Regions from separate parts of the Sus scrofa genome. Here region 2 is linked to region 1. A link is a contact called in public HiChIP or PLAC-seq data. All regions are on one chromosome and are shown on one strand. The core of a region is the stretch at or near the end of the contact, and the rest is flanking DNA. Distances in the headings are between cores, read along the strand shown.

Region 1 (7,611 bases), core at 1,987-4,486:
ACTCCGAATTTATTTAACAGGATGCAGGAATTCTCTGGTGGGTCGTTGGGTGAAGGACCCGGTGTTGCCACTGCAGAGGCTCAGGTTGCTGCTGTGGTTCAGGTTTGATCTCTGGCCCCGGAACTTCCACGTGCCATGGCACGGCCCCCAAGATAAATAGACGTCGACGAAGCGCTTCTTCTAGCACTTTGCCCAGCACCGTTCTGAGCGCTTAACACTATTGTCTACCTTAGTTGATCCTCATCGTCACCCATCGAGGCAGGCACTTACACGACATCCGTTTTACATATGCACTAACTGAGGCACAGATGCTCGTATCTCGCCTACCGGGTAAGTGGCAGAGCTGGAAGGTGAACTCAGGCAGCCTGGCTCTGGTGTCTGTGCTCTTACCATAAACCACCGTCCAGGCATATCTGAGGGTTTCCAAGACCCCCTCAGAGGGGCTGTGAGGCCCAAACTATGTTTATAACAACACAAGGACATCTGCCTTCGTCCTGCTCATTCTCTCACAGATGTTCAGTGGAGTTTTTCTGAGGCTCCGTGATAAGCGGTATTGCAGCAAATTAAATACAGAAGTTACTACGAGAATCCAGCTGTCTTCTATTACGTTAGACACTGAGAAGATTTACAAAAGCGAGAACCATGTCACTCCCTAAATTTGTTTGTGCTGGAAAATGTAGTTGTTTTCATTAAAAACACATCAATATTAACATACAATGGCTTTTATTATTTTTTAAAGAATAACTATCTTCCTAAGCTTCCCAGCGTTCCTATCATGGTAACTATCAACGGACGGCACCCACCTAAAAACCAAAGCTCTCCGGGAGTCACAGCGTTTGCTGCGTGTGCAACGGAGGCCTGGGACCCACACCTTTGAGAACCACGGCCCCACGCTGCGTCTCCCTCCCTCGCCTTCAACTCCCTGAAGTCCAGCTCAGGGCCTGGTCTGCACAGGGGCGCAGGGCTCGCTGAGCCACCCCAACAGGGAAGGGACAAGTGACCGCCGTCGCCAACCCTCCCAGGAGATTGGTCCTGGGATGAAAACTCCCTCAGAGAAGCTACCGAAGCAGTTCTCTCAACTACACTTCACTGGGGTGGGTGGAGAGTGGATGAGGCGGACTGGAAGCTCCCACGCCCTGTGGGTCCCCAGCCCCATGAGCAGGGCAGGGACCCGGGCTCTGTGTCACAGCTTTCCTGCTTCGTCTCCTCAAACACAGGCAATTCACCACCAAGCCCTGTTCCTTCCACCCGCAGCCACCTTCCCAACTCCTCTGCCCCCACCCTCCTGGGCCACCATCCTCTCACCAGGACCTCCGCAAAAGCTTCCAAGTGGATCTCCCTGGGTCCACGCGGCCCAGTGAGGGCAGGGGCCCCTATGCCTTTCTTTAAATATTTTCAAAGCTTTAGATTTCTGAAATGCACATCAAAACCACAATGAGGTAACACCTCACACCCACAAAGATGGCTACCATTGAAGAAAAAGAAAATCCTCCCAAATTACACCTTTTAGCAAGGGTGTGGAGAAACTGCAGACTGGTAGTGGGAATGTCAAATGGTGCAGCCACTATGGAAAACGGAGTGGCAGTTCCTCAAAAAACTAAAAATAGATTATCACACGATCCGGTCATTCGACTCCTAAGTACATTATACCCAAAAGAACTCAAAGTGGGGACGCGAACAGCTATTTTTTTTACCCATGTTCACAGGAGCATTATTTCCAAGAGCCAAAAGGTCTATCAATAGATAAATGTATAAATAAAATGGTCCTGGGAGTTCCCTTCATGGCTCAGCAGTTAACAAACCCAACTAGGAACCATGAGGACCTGGGTTCAATCCCCAGCCTCGCTCAGTGGGTTAAGGGTTAGCAGAGGTAAACTATGAGATACACAGTGGACAAACAACAAGGTCCTACCGTACAGCACAGGGGACTGCATTCCACGTCCTGTGACAAACCGCAACGGAAAAGAACATGAAAAAGAATACACACACAACTCACACACGAGTCACGTGGCCGTACAGCAGAAATTAACACAACGCTGTAAATCAACTATACTTTTTTTTTGGCTGTGCCCATGGCATGTGGAAGTTTCTAGACCAAGGATCAAACATGTGACACAGCACGGACCTGAGCCACTACAGTGACACCGGATTCTTAACCTGCTGAGGCACAGAAGAACTCCCATCAACGATACTTCAATAAACTTAAATAAATAAATACAGCATCATCACAGCTCCCTCTACGACCCGTTCTCAAAACAGCAATCACAGTAATTCTCTAAAAACATAAATCACTGTCCCGGGCTTCCATAAACCCATCAGTGGCTACCTACTACACCTGGGAAAAAAATGGAACCCTTGCCAGGTTGTACAGAGCCACGCCCGCCTCTCCCGGGTCGAGGGGTCCCACGCCAGGCAGCAGCCACTCCAGCCCTCTGACAGTTCCTAGAACGTCTTAGCTCTGTCTTGCCTCTGGTCTCTTGCCATTCCTTTGGCCTTGGAGCCCTTGCCCTCATTCTTGGCACGGCTGGTTCTTGCTCATCCTTCCATTCTCAGCTGGAATATCACTTCCTGAAGGACTCCTTTGACCGTCGGATCTACAGGGCCCTGTATAGCCCACGTGCTTGACATGAGAGCTCCAGTCACAGCCTTGCAGCGTGCATCACAGTCTATAAATAGCTGATCTACTGACTCGCTGTCTTCACGCTGTTTCCCTAGCGGAACAGAAGCCCCTAACCTGGTATCCCCAGCATCGGGCTCAGCACTTGCCACATAACTGCCCAGTACCTACAGAACGAGGGTGCAGTTCACAGACAGAGCTGAGGGAGCGCTGAGGCCACGATGAGCAAGTTTAACGGAACATTTGGAGCCCAGGCGGCAGGTCTGACTTCTGATAGGGACTTCTCTTCATTCATCAGCAGCAGTCATCAAGGGCCACCGTTAAGGACACACGGCCTGCGCTCCTGGGGCTCCGATCCTCACAGTGGCCGAGAGGATGAGGCCACGTGAACAAACGTGACGCCAGGGGGCCAGGAGCGAGGACAATAAAGTAGGGGAGGGGCGGGAGGGCACGCGGGGGAGAGGGCACTGCCGTGTTTACTTGAGGTGGGTTGAAAAGCCCTCTGGTCAAGGGGGCATCTGAAAACTCCTGAGGCAAAAAAGACAGCAAGCTCCTCGGGTCTCAGGGGAGTGGGGCGGGACCGGCCTGCCGGCTCAAGGTCAGTGAGGACAGTGTGGCCGAGCAGAGTGCGCAAGGGGGAAACGGCAGGAGCGAGGTCAGAGATAACAAGGGGCTTTGAGGGCCACTGTCAAAGGACTGGGAAACCACCAAGGGGTTTGGATCAGAACAGTAACCGGATTTGACCTACACTGTAAATCATTATTTTGGCTGCTGTGGAGAATCAACGGTAGAGGAGAAAGAAAGGAGGCAGCGAGACGACTCCGGATGCTACTGCCACCACCTACAGGAAGGTGGGGGGTAACCAGGACGAGGCTGGGGGGTGGCCAGTGGTCAGTTTGGGCTACATTTTGAGAAGAGAGTTCAAGCTCACAGGATGTGCTGACAGATTATTATACACACGGAAGGATGGGAGAAGTGGTGAGGTACGCACTGTTCACAGAGTATTATTAAAGAGCGCACACACCATTTCTGGAAAAAATATGAACCTATTTGAAATCTGGGTGACGGGCAGGATAAACCCAGAAGGGGCAAGGAGGATGCCAAAGCCCTGGGCCCAAGCAGTTTATCGGATGGGTGTCAGAGGTGAAGACAGTAAGAAGGAGGCAAGCAGAGAGAAAACATTCTTGGAGACACAGGATTACTAAATACGCAGGTGGCGTGGGACAGCGGGCTGGTGAGGACGACAGTGTGAGAGCTGCCGCTTCTGGAGGGCACAGGAAGCCACGAGGCAGAGCAGGCACAGCCGATGAGATCAGACCCCTGGGATGAAGCCCAGCAACACGGCACCCAGCGAGGTTGGGGACAGGAGCTCAGACCAATAAAGGAGACTGAGGAAGTGGTGGCGAGAGGCCTCTAGGGCGAGCTCTCGAGACTGGCTTCCTAGAAACCAATCAGCACTTCAAGGAAGAGGGATGGCTGCTCTGGCCCCGAGGTGTGGTTGAGGACCTGGTCAAGGGCTGTGTGGATCAATCGAACGTGGCAGGTGAAAACGTGACTGGAGTGGGTCCAAGAAAGGATGGGAAGGAAAGAAGCGGAGACAGGAAGCAGAGACTTCTGAGAATTTTACTATGAAAAGGAGAGTAGCTAACCCGGGGCAGGGGAGGGACACAAGGGAGGGAAAGTAGGGTGGAGAGAGGCTTCTGCCTGTTTGTGTTCGAAGACCCTACTCGCCCACGACAGCCTGCATCCTCTCAGTGCAAGGGGAGACAGGATGAAAGATCCGAGAGGAGTGCGGAAGCGGAGGCAGGGCTTTCAAGAGAGAAGAGCAGATATAAAGCAGTCGTCTAGGAGAGAGAGAACCAAAGTACAAAGGACGGAGTTCCCGTCATGGCCCAACGCAAACGAATCCGACCAGGAACCAGGAGGTTGTGGGTTCGATCCCTGGCCTCGCTCAGTGGGTTAAGGATCTGGCGTTGCCGTGAGCTGTGGTGTAGGTCGAAGACAAGGCTTAGACCCTGCGTTGCTGTGATGTAGGCTGGCATGATTTGACCCCTAGCCGGGGGACTTCCATATACCACAGGTATGGCCATTAAAAAAAAAAAAAAGGACACAGGTTCAATGCCTGGCCTCGCTCAGTGGGTTAAGGATCTGGCATTGCTGTGAGCTGTGGTGTAGGTCGCAGATGCGGCTCGGATTCTGCGTTGCTGTGGTGTAGGCTGGCAGCTTCAGCTCTGATTCGACCTCTGGCCTGGGAACATCCATATGCCACAGCTGCGAGCCTAAAAGAGCAAAAAAAAAAAAAAAAAAAAAGGGAAAGAACGTACTAAGGAAATAAGACTGGCTGGGCACCACTAAGCAAGCTCGTGAGGCAGGGGATCATGAATTCAAAACAAACCCAATGAGATCAGTCAATACAGTGGAATATCTGTCTTCAGCCACAGAGAGCTTCGCAGGTGCAGTGTGGGCAGGCAGCTGAGCAAGTAAGAGGGAGAGGAACAGGGCACGGAGGGAATGTGCAAATGAGTGACGACCACAAAGGTCCACTGCCCACCCCGGTGAAGAGGAGTGAGCGTGCACATGGACAGACTCTACTATCGGGGGGCGGCGGGGGGGGCTGCCTTTAAGACACGGGAAGAAATGTGGTCTAGCGGAGTGAAATGAACCCAGGATCCATCAGGAAGCCTGCATGCTGGTGCCCCACGCACTGGCTGTAATGGTTGTGATGGGTCGCACAACTTTTTTCTCTTTTCTTTTATATAGATATTTTCTTTTATTTTCCCTGGCTGCGCCCACTACACACAGAAGCTCCCAGACTGAACCCATGCCACAGCACACTTAACTCACTTCCTCAGCTAGAAAACAGAGCTAATCAACGCAGCCCCTAATTGCTTTGCTAGGGAGTTGTTACAGTTAAGTGCAAGAGCCTCCATAAAAATGCTTTAACAACCACAGGTGAAGGTCGCGACTGGTGTTCCATTCCTGCCCTGGAGTAAACGGAGCAACCAAATGAACGAACCTGTGCTCTCTGCAACCACCTGGATGACTCTCACCAACAATGCTGACCAAAAAAAGCCAGATGTGAAAAAGCAAAGATTGCATGACTCCACTTAAAGTTTCAAAAACAAAAAGAGTAAACTACAGCATTAGTCGGATAGTGGTTACTATTGATGGGAGGTCTGGGGGTACAGGGGAGACGACGTGGGAGTGAGCTTTTGGGGTGCCAGTAATGCTTTAAAAAGAAAAAAAAAACGCTAGTTTCACAGGTGCCTCCACTTAGAAAATTCACTGGGTTGTATACTTACAACTATGGGTAGTGAGTTACGCCTATTAGTCTTCATAACTTTAAGTTATGAACATTCTTTTTCATCTTTCAGATAGAATTTTAAAAAATAAACCCTATTGAATCCTTCAAGACCCGCTGGAAATGCTCCATTCTTTATGAGGACTCTACAATTTCTAAAATTTGGTGTAAATTACAATACCTGATATAAACGCTGTACTTAACTGATACTGAAATTAAGGCAGTATTCCAATGTTTACATGTGTTTGTGTATACACCCCAATACAACAGAACACCTGGTGAAGAGACTTTAAATTTTCACGGAAACCAGCATCTGGGGATTTGCTACAAGTTTTGCTACGTCAGAAGCAGCTGAACTTTAAGAGCCCACGCTTGACCTGAACCTGAAATTTAACCTCGGTGGCTCCGGAAAGTTCCCTGCATTTCCATCTTCACATGGGGTTAAACAGTACCTTCCTCAGAGAGGTGTGCGAAAACCACTCTGTCCTGTTCCCGACGGCATTTTATCTCTATGGCTCTTCCCTGACCTACCAACATGTGTGATATTTCTTTGGGTACCGCATGCCCACATGCCCACTATCCCCCTACGCTACGCGATGTGTTTGTTTGTTTGTTTGTTTAGGGCCATATCACAGCATACTGGCGGTTTCCCAGGCTAGGGGTCAAAAAATAGGAGCTGCAGCCGCCGGCCTACACCACAGCCAGAGCAACACCAGATCCGAGCCTCGTCTTCGCCCTATACCATAGCTCAAGGCAACGCCAGATCCTTAACCCACTGAGCGAGGCCAGGGATTGATTGAACTTGTGTCCTCGTGGATACTAATCGGGTTTGTTCCTGCTGTGCCAAGATGAGAACTCCTCTAAGAGCTTTAGGCAAGGGCTTTTCTCAGTTTTTTTCCTCTCATGTCTCATGATGCCTGGAAGAACGCCTGGCACAGAGTAGGTGCTCTTTAATTATTTGCCAAATAAGTGAAAAATACTAGAAAATGCACTACACATAAAATTTACTGTTCATGGAATAATATTATGACCTTTGAGAAAGCACACACACTGCTCTTGGAAAAAAACACAAAGCCACTTTAAAGCTGGGTGCCAAGTTCAGCCTGAGATGTTAAATTCAGATATTCTCCTCAGTGATACAAACCCAGAATAAATGTCCTGACTCACTGCAATACGTGCTTGAAGGAAGTTTTCCAAGAAGAAAGATTTCCACTGTGCTGGCGTTTCCCACCCCCCTCCCAAACCTCTCCACAAACACAGGTTTAAAAAAAAAGAATAGAGACTTTGTGCGCTCTACTGTGGCCTACTAACAGAGCTGGAGGAGCGCAGTAAGGGACAGGGCAGGCCTACACAGGACCTGAGCCGGAGGTGATGAGCAGAACCTGGTCTGACACCCCCTCCCCACATCTTAAAGACTTCCTGGGAAGGGACGCCTTAAACGGGCGCTGCTCTAAGCAGCCACAGCAACTCTCAGCAGAAGACAAGGCCTTTTGGTGGACTGACCACATTCTACCATGGTGGTGGCTCTGATTTTTTTTTTTTTTTTTTTTTGCTTTTTACAGCTGCACCTGCAGCATATGGAAGTTCCCAGGCTAGGGGTCCAATCGGAGCTACAGCTGCCGGCCTACACCACAGCCACAGCAACGCAGGATACAAGCCACATCTGCGACATATGCTAAAGCTCACAGCAATG
Region 2 (7,159 bases), core at 65-2,564, 160 kb before region 1:
ACATCTCCTAACACAAAACAGGGGGAAAAAAAGAACAAAAACAAAAAGCATAACAAAGAGATGCAGAAGCAAACTCTAGGAACAATCCCTAGAAGCCAGCAAGATTTTGGGGTCCTTTGGGGTGAGGGTATACTGTGAAGGGTCCTACTCTTCATTTCCCTAGATGTTGGTGATCTTCGCCTTCCTTGTGGACCCGCAGACTCTTTCAAAATGTTTAAACCCCACACTGTTCTACTACACAGTTCTGTGAGAACACTCACCGAGGTGTGAGACCAGTAGGAGTAGTCAAAGCTGAAGGACTTTGGAGCTTCCTTTGGGTTCTTTGGGTTAATAATACCTAAAGGATGAAAATGTTTTGATTTCATAAGTCACTCAGTTAAATGTTCTTTAATTCAACATGATGTTATGTTGGAAGCTCAAAACATCCAAATCAGTAATTTTGTACCACTGAATCTGAACAGGGCAACCAAAACCCCAGAACAATCACATTTTTAATAGGTAGGACCTATATATTGAACTTGAAAAGAATGAGACCAACAACATTCACTAGATGTTGTCAGGATTTACAACAGAGCCTGGTACATAGTAGGTGCTCAGGAAATACTTTGAGACTGAATCTTAGGTAAGTTAGCAGACCAAATTTAGAAATGGGCCATGTTACTATTTCAAGATACTTCATAAGGCCAGAAATATTTCAAGACACCAGAAATAAAAATCAGAAAATTATTCAATTTATCCAAACACTATGTGAAACAAACTCCTTTTACCTACTTAAGAATGCTTCATTGGAAAGTTTTATTTTTATTTCTGAAGTCCACAGCTGATAATAACTAATAGATAAGTTATTACATATATATATATATACACACATGTGTACATACATGGATGTGTGTACACACTAGAATCACAGACCTCTAAATCATCTGCAGAAGCTCATAAACAGTAAAATTGCTTTTGACTGAAAAGTACGAAGTCTCGTCGCCCATATTAGAAGTGATCTGTGGTGTGATTAATCCAGTCACATACTTCAGGGACTGACTGAAAGCTGGGGCCTGGCTTCCCTTCCTCCCTCACCCACATGAAGCTTTAGCACTTCATATTTCACATGGAATAGGATCTTTAAAACATGTGGTCATGAAATCTTCTCAAAGACCATGCATCTCAACCAATCCACTTCTCTAAGGCCAAGACCACGTCCCAGGCTATCAGTGAGATCAGGATTAAAAAATAAATCTGTCCCGGGCAGCTGCTGCTCAGGACACAAATAGCAACAGTTGCTACGGTGCTTAGTTCTCTCTGGCTGGATTCCACAGGGTATGGCCACACTTATGTTCCAACCTCAAATGCTGACAGAGTATTAATAAGGCGCACACTGCACATAATCATGTGACAAGAAGACATAGTTCCAGAAAGAACATCTCCCCCCACACAAATGGTAACCTAAGCAAAGAAAGAAGTAGGCTTCTAAACAAAAGGCGCTACCTATGGAGATTTAAAGAACAGTCAGCATTCATGGAGCACTTACTCTGAGCTCTAAGTACTTTCCGAGCATTAACCCATTTAATCCTCCCAACCACTCAATGGCAGATGTTTCACTGTCCCCATTTTACAAAGAAACCATCACAAAGAGGTTAAGAAACTTACCCAAGGCTGTGGAGCTAGCTAGTGGCAATTCAGGATGTGAACTGGGAGAGGCTGGCTTCTGAGCCCAGTCACCCACCATGTAAATACTCCCTATATGCGGTGATCACCAAGGCAGACACAAGAAGGCACTTCTATGTGTAGGCACATGTTTATGAACCCCCGAAACTGTACCGCAGGCATTGTTTAGAACTCTCCTTACCCATCTGAAACTAGGAATTATTAGAATTATATAGTTCCTAAAAGATGAAAGACCACACACACCAACTCCACCAAGAAAAGGAAACTGATATCATACTTTGTGAGCCAGATTCCAGGTTTCAGTGGCTCAGCAATAAGGACAATAACAAGATGTATAATATGACCCCTAAAGTAGTCTTCACCACTCAAAAACAGGGTTAAAATAAACACTTTCTAACCTCTAGGAAATATGCTGTCATCAAACTTTTAAGCCATACCTCATTCGTTCTTTTAACTACTCACTGCCAACACCGATTCCGCCAAGACGACTTAAGAAAGAGCTAGTTTTTAGATCCTACCCTTCTGTTCTCTTTTACCTGGTAAAGAAAAACTACACCAGTGAGTAATTTCCTAGATTCACATGAAATCCTTTTCCACTTCCTTAATGTACTCTTCTATCCCAGATTGTTGAGACTTCTGAAACTAATAAATTTTCCTAACTTCCAGCTTCAAAACCAAGCTGCCTTTAATTTTTATCTATTTTTTCCTTCCTGCTATTATTTATTTCATTCAGCACCTGGATGTATGAATTCATTTAACAAACTTTCTTCTGGCACATTTGCTGTGTATTGTTAGGTACACAAAGAAAGATCAGAAAGATACATCCTCCTGCTGAATAGCATTGAGAACTTTGTCTAGATACTCACGTTGCAACAGAAGAAAGGGTGGGGGAAAAAATGTAATTGTAATGTATACATGTAAGGATAACCTGACCCCCTTGCTGTACAGTGGGAAAATTAAAAAAAAAAAAAATTAAAAAAAAAGAAAGATACATCCTTTGTTTTTCCTTCAAATTTGAGTTTTTAAAATTTATTTTTTATTGAAGTAACACAGATTTGTAACACAAGTTTCATGTTTACAACATTATATTTGTACTTTTGCATATTACTACACCAAATAACTGCCTCCAGACAACAAAATCCTTTCTTTTTTTTTTTTTTTTTTTTTTTTTTTTTTTTTTGTCTTTTTGCCATTTTCTTGGGCTGCTTTCATGGCATATGGAGGTCCCCAGGCTAGGGGTCTAATCGGAGCTATAGCCACCAGCCTACGCCAGAGCCACAGCAACGCGGGATCCGAGCCGCGTCTGCAACCTACACCACAGCTCACGGCAACGCCGGATCGTTAACCCACTGAGCAAGGCCAGGGATCGAACCCGCAACCTCATGGTTCCTAGTTGGGTTCATTAACCACTGCGCCACGATGGGAACTCCCTCCTTTCTATTTTAATATAAGTAAATCAGAATATAATTTTTAAAAGCTATTTTATATGCTATGTCAAACAAGATGAAATTTATCCACACTATTTAAAAGATTTTAATTCCTAAATGAAAGATATTTCTTTAAGACACCTTGGAAAAATGCAAAATTCAATATTCTTATTACTTGCCTTGGGGGAAAGTACAAAGACTCAGAATCTATGGGTAATTTCTATGTTAGGATGGGTAATAGTTACAGGATCATTTGTTTTATATATATATTTTTTCTTTGTTTCTTTCCTTCTTTTTTTTGGCACCCTGAACCAGGGATCACATCACAGTTCAACCTAAGCCACAGTTGTGGCAACATCGGATCCTTTAATCCACTGTGCCAGGCCAGGGATCGAACTTACATCCCAGCCCTCTCAAGATGCCCCCAATCCCATTGCTCGACAGAGGGAACTCCTGTTTTATATTACTGTTAATATTTATATATACATTGCATTATCTTGAATATATGAAATACTTCCTAGTAAAAAAAAAAAAAATTAAAATTCCAGAACTCTGCAAAGGAAAAAAAAATTGTTGAGCTCAGCACTTGAGCTCATTAGAAGCCCATGAACTCCACTATTATTTCCAACGACAATGAATTAACATTCTCAAATGTGCCAAAGGATTTTTCTTTCTAAATAACAACTGAGATCTAACTCACTTCCTTTAACCCAACTAAGAAACAGGATGTTTCCAACCATTAATAAAAGAGAGGAGGGGGGAGAGTGTACATGCAATAGAAAGGATATAGGATTTGGAACCAAAGGACCAGCATCAGCAAGAACAATTAAGAAGCATATTTAGATTTTTTTGTGACCTTGGGTATTGTTTGTTACACCTCTGCATCTTCTCTAAAACTGAGATAATACCAAGTTCGCAGAATTAAATGATTAAGTACATATAAATGTTAATTTTCAAAAACAAGTATTTTATTTTGTTTTAAATTCTATTCATGTTTGGCGGGTATGGTAACAATATTTCATGGTTTTTAAACCAAAGCAAAAAAAGTTCACTAACTGATAAAATAGGCTAAAGCATAATATAAGAGTACAATTTATTGGCATGAATGTTAGTACCACATTGGAGTCCTTTAGACATGCCAATAGAATCTCAGGTGCTCCACATTAAAAACCCTTTCAGGATGTGGACCGTGTCTTATGGATGCTCTACACTGCCCTACACCAAACCAGCACTCAAATGAATGTCTTCCATAGCTCATGTATAATTTTTTTGCTTTTTAGGGCCACACCTGCAGCATATGGAAGTTCCAGGCTAAGGGTCCAATTGGAGCTGCAGCTGCTGGCCTATGCCACAGCCACAGCAACGCGGGATCCAAGCCATGTCTGTGACTACACCACAGGGATCCTTAACCCATTGAGCAAGGCCAGGGATCGAACCTACATCCTTCACGGATACTAGTGGGGTTTGCAGCCCAATGAGCCACAACGGGAACTCTCTCATGTGTAATTTTAATTTCACTAAATCCTGTACTGTTTTCAGGAACATTAAAAAAAAAAAAATTAGGAGTTTCCGTCGTGGCGCAGTGGTTAACGAATCCGACTAGGAACCATGAGGTTGCGGGTTCGATCCCTGCCCTTGCTCAGTGGGTTGACGATCTGGCGTTGCCATGAACTGTGGTGTAGGTCGCAGATGCGGCTCGGATCCCACGTTGCTGTGGCTCTGGTGTAGGCTGGCAGCTACAGCTCCGATTAGACCCCTAGCCTGGGAACCTCCATATGCCGCGGGAACGGCCCAAGAAATGGCAAAAAGACAAAAAAACAAAAAAACAAAAAAAAAACCCATATAACTATACAATATACACATAAAATACCAGTAAATTTTTATCAACTTTCACAATAAGAATACAGACAGAATTCTATCACTGAAAGATTGGCAATATTTAACACAGTGATTCAACGTCAACTGAGCTAGGAGTTCTCTGGTGGCACTGTTTGGGGAGCCAGGATTGTCACTGCAGAAGCTTGGGTCTCTGCTGTGGCATGAGTTTGATCCCTGGCCCAGGAACTTCCAAAGATGGAGGCACGGCCAAAAAAAAGTCAACAGAGCTAAAATACATTGTGCAGGACTTCTAATTGTCTCTCAGAAAGCATGCACATATGGATGGAATTATAGGAATTACAGAATATGTTCAAGATATAAATCGTATGGGAATTCCCGTCATGGCGCAGTGGTTAACGAATTCGACTAGGAACCATGAGGCGGTGGGTTCAATCCCTGGCCTTGCTCAGTGGGTTAAGGATCCGGCGTTGCCATGAGCTGTGGTGAGCTGTGGTGTAGGCTGCAGATGTGGCTTGGATCCTGAGTTGCTGTGGCTCTGGCATGGGCCGGCGGCTACAGCTCCAATTAGACCCCTAGCCTGGGAACCTCCATATGCCGCAGGAGCGGCCCTAGAAAAGGCAAAAAAAAAAAAAAAAAAAAAAAGATATAAACCATACCTTCACCAAAGTAAAAGCTATTACAAATGTAGTTAAGTCTCCCAGAGTCACGTGTCATCAGTAAACAGGCTTCATCTAAGACAAATCAACACTTTTTCTTCATGGAATGAACTCAGGTATATTTTTGAGAACTAGAGTCAGAACATAACTCTACTTTAAGTGCTGTATACTTCATATTACTTTATCTTCTATAAAAATCACCATTTCATGCCATTTTTCAAGATTCCTCCTGCACCTGAGACTTCCTCTATCCAGATTTCTCAGGATACAATGGTGTACTTGGATCTGGACCCACCTCTACTAGTAATTTTCCACAGACGATTGTGTAGTCACTATTGACTTTCTTCTCTTATCTTCCACGTCTGATCTATGTTGTCAGCTCTACTTTCAAAATGAATCCAGAATCCCATGACTTTTCACCACCAGCCTCATTACCACCCTGGTCCAAGCCACCATCCCTCTCACCTGGGTGGCTGTAATACCTCCGAACTGGGCTCCCCACTTCTCCCCTGGGCCCCTGAAATGTCTCATCTCTACACTGCAGGTAATGATCCTTCTCAGACCTAACCAAATCACCTCCACGTCATGCTCCAGTGACCCTTCTCATGGTTTCCAATCATACACTGAACACACCTCCACTCCCTCGGTGACCTCCTCTCCAAGATTCACCCCTTACTCCAGTCCCACTGGCCGCCTTACTAAAGACAGTCTCATTTCAGGACCTTTGTTCTTCCTGCCCCACTAGGAATGCTTTTTCAGGTATCTGACTAGCTCACTCCCTAATTTCGAACATCATCTTATCAGATGGCCCTTTTATGACCATCCTATTTAAATCATCATTCACTTCAATCTTCATTGAAGATTGTCTTATTTTTCTTCATTGCTCTCATGACTTATTATATGACTCACTATGATGTAAGTTCCATGAGACCAGAACTTCTGTTTCATTCACTGTTATATCCTTGAGCTCCCAGGACAGTGTGTGACACATGGCAGATACTCACTATATACCCAAAGAACAATGAATATGTTAGTTTTATCCTTCCTTGTAGCCTGTCACTTCTTTGTGGCTGGAAACCATGCCTCCTCTTCCTCTATCACTCGCAGTGCTACTTTATGAGTAGGTGATGCTTTTTTGTGAACTGGAAAGTAACTTAACACTACTTGCTTCTTGAGACTTTTCTCCCTGAGCAGCCAACTTACTCACTCCTGGCAATAATCATTAATCTCCGGGAAAGGAGGCCTCTAAATGCCAATCTAGAGAACAGAAATACAACTTTTAGGAAAGAGTCATAACGGGTAAACAGAAAACAGGAGGAAAGATGACCAGGTGTTCAACAGTACAGGCAGAGGAAGACGTGCTGATGGAGGTCTACAAGATAAGGGAAAGTATATTAGAGGCAGAAGAGTGGAACAGGTACTGGAAATTGCTCTTCTTCCCCAGGTCTTTACAATTATCTCTTACAGTTTGTATTTCACAGGAAATTCCAAATCTCAGGGCAGGGAGAGGTATCTTACTGTTAAAATCTATTGCTACAAAAATTTCTTCAGTTGCCAGATAAGACAAGCTTGCCT

The links. HiChIP or PLAC-seq counts read pairs in DNA pulled down with a chosen protein or histone mark.
Region 2: an H3K27ac HiChIP or PLAC-seq map of skeletal muscle shows a contact between it and region 1. The contact joins two enhancer-like sites. A contact is called at or near these places in 2 of 47 Hi-C or Micro-C datasets (psoas muscle and skeletal muscle) and 1 of 2 datasets of contacts at active chromatin or transcription factors (skeletal muscle).

Annotation. Positions count from the first base shown.
Region 1 is chr6:70,374,701-70,382,311 of Sscrofa11.1, reverse strand. All of the region lies in intron 1 of UBE4B (ubiquitin conjugation factor E4 B), which reads right to left. Among named protein-coding and RNA genes, the nearest start is that of UBE4B, 33 kb to the right of the region's middle. Within about 2 kb of position 3,236, at least 9 of the 83 cell types and tissues checked have an H3K27ac peak or open chromatin away from gene starts, as enhancers often do. A contact at or near this core is called in skeletal muscle, where this site is marked.
Region 2 is chr6:70,528,771-70,535,929 of Sscrofa11.1, reverse strand. It overlaps KIF1B (kinesin-like protein KIF1B), which reads right to left. Exons shown (of 46, transcript XM_021095324.1): 3 at 261-337. Among named protein-coding and RNA genes, the nearest start is that of KIF1B, 37 kb to the right of the region's middle. Within about 2 kb of position 1,314, at least 31 of the 83 cell types and tissues checked have an H3K27ac peak or open chromatin away from gene starts, as enhancers often do. A contact at or near this core is called in skeletal muscle, where this site is marked.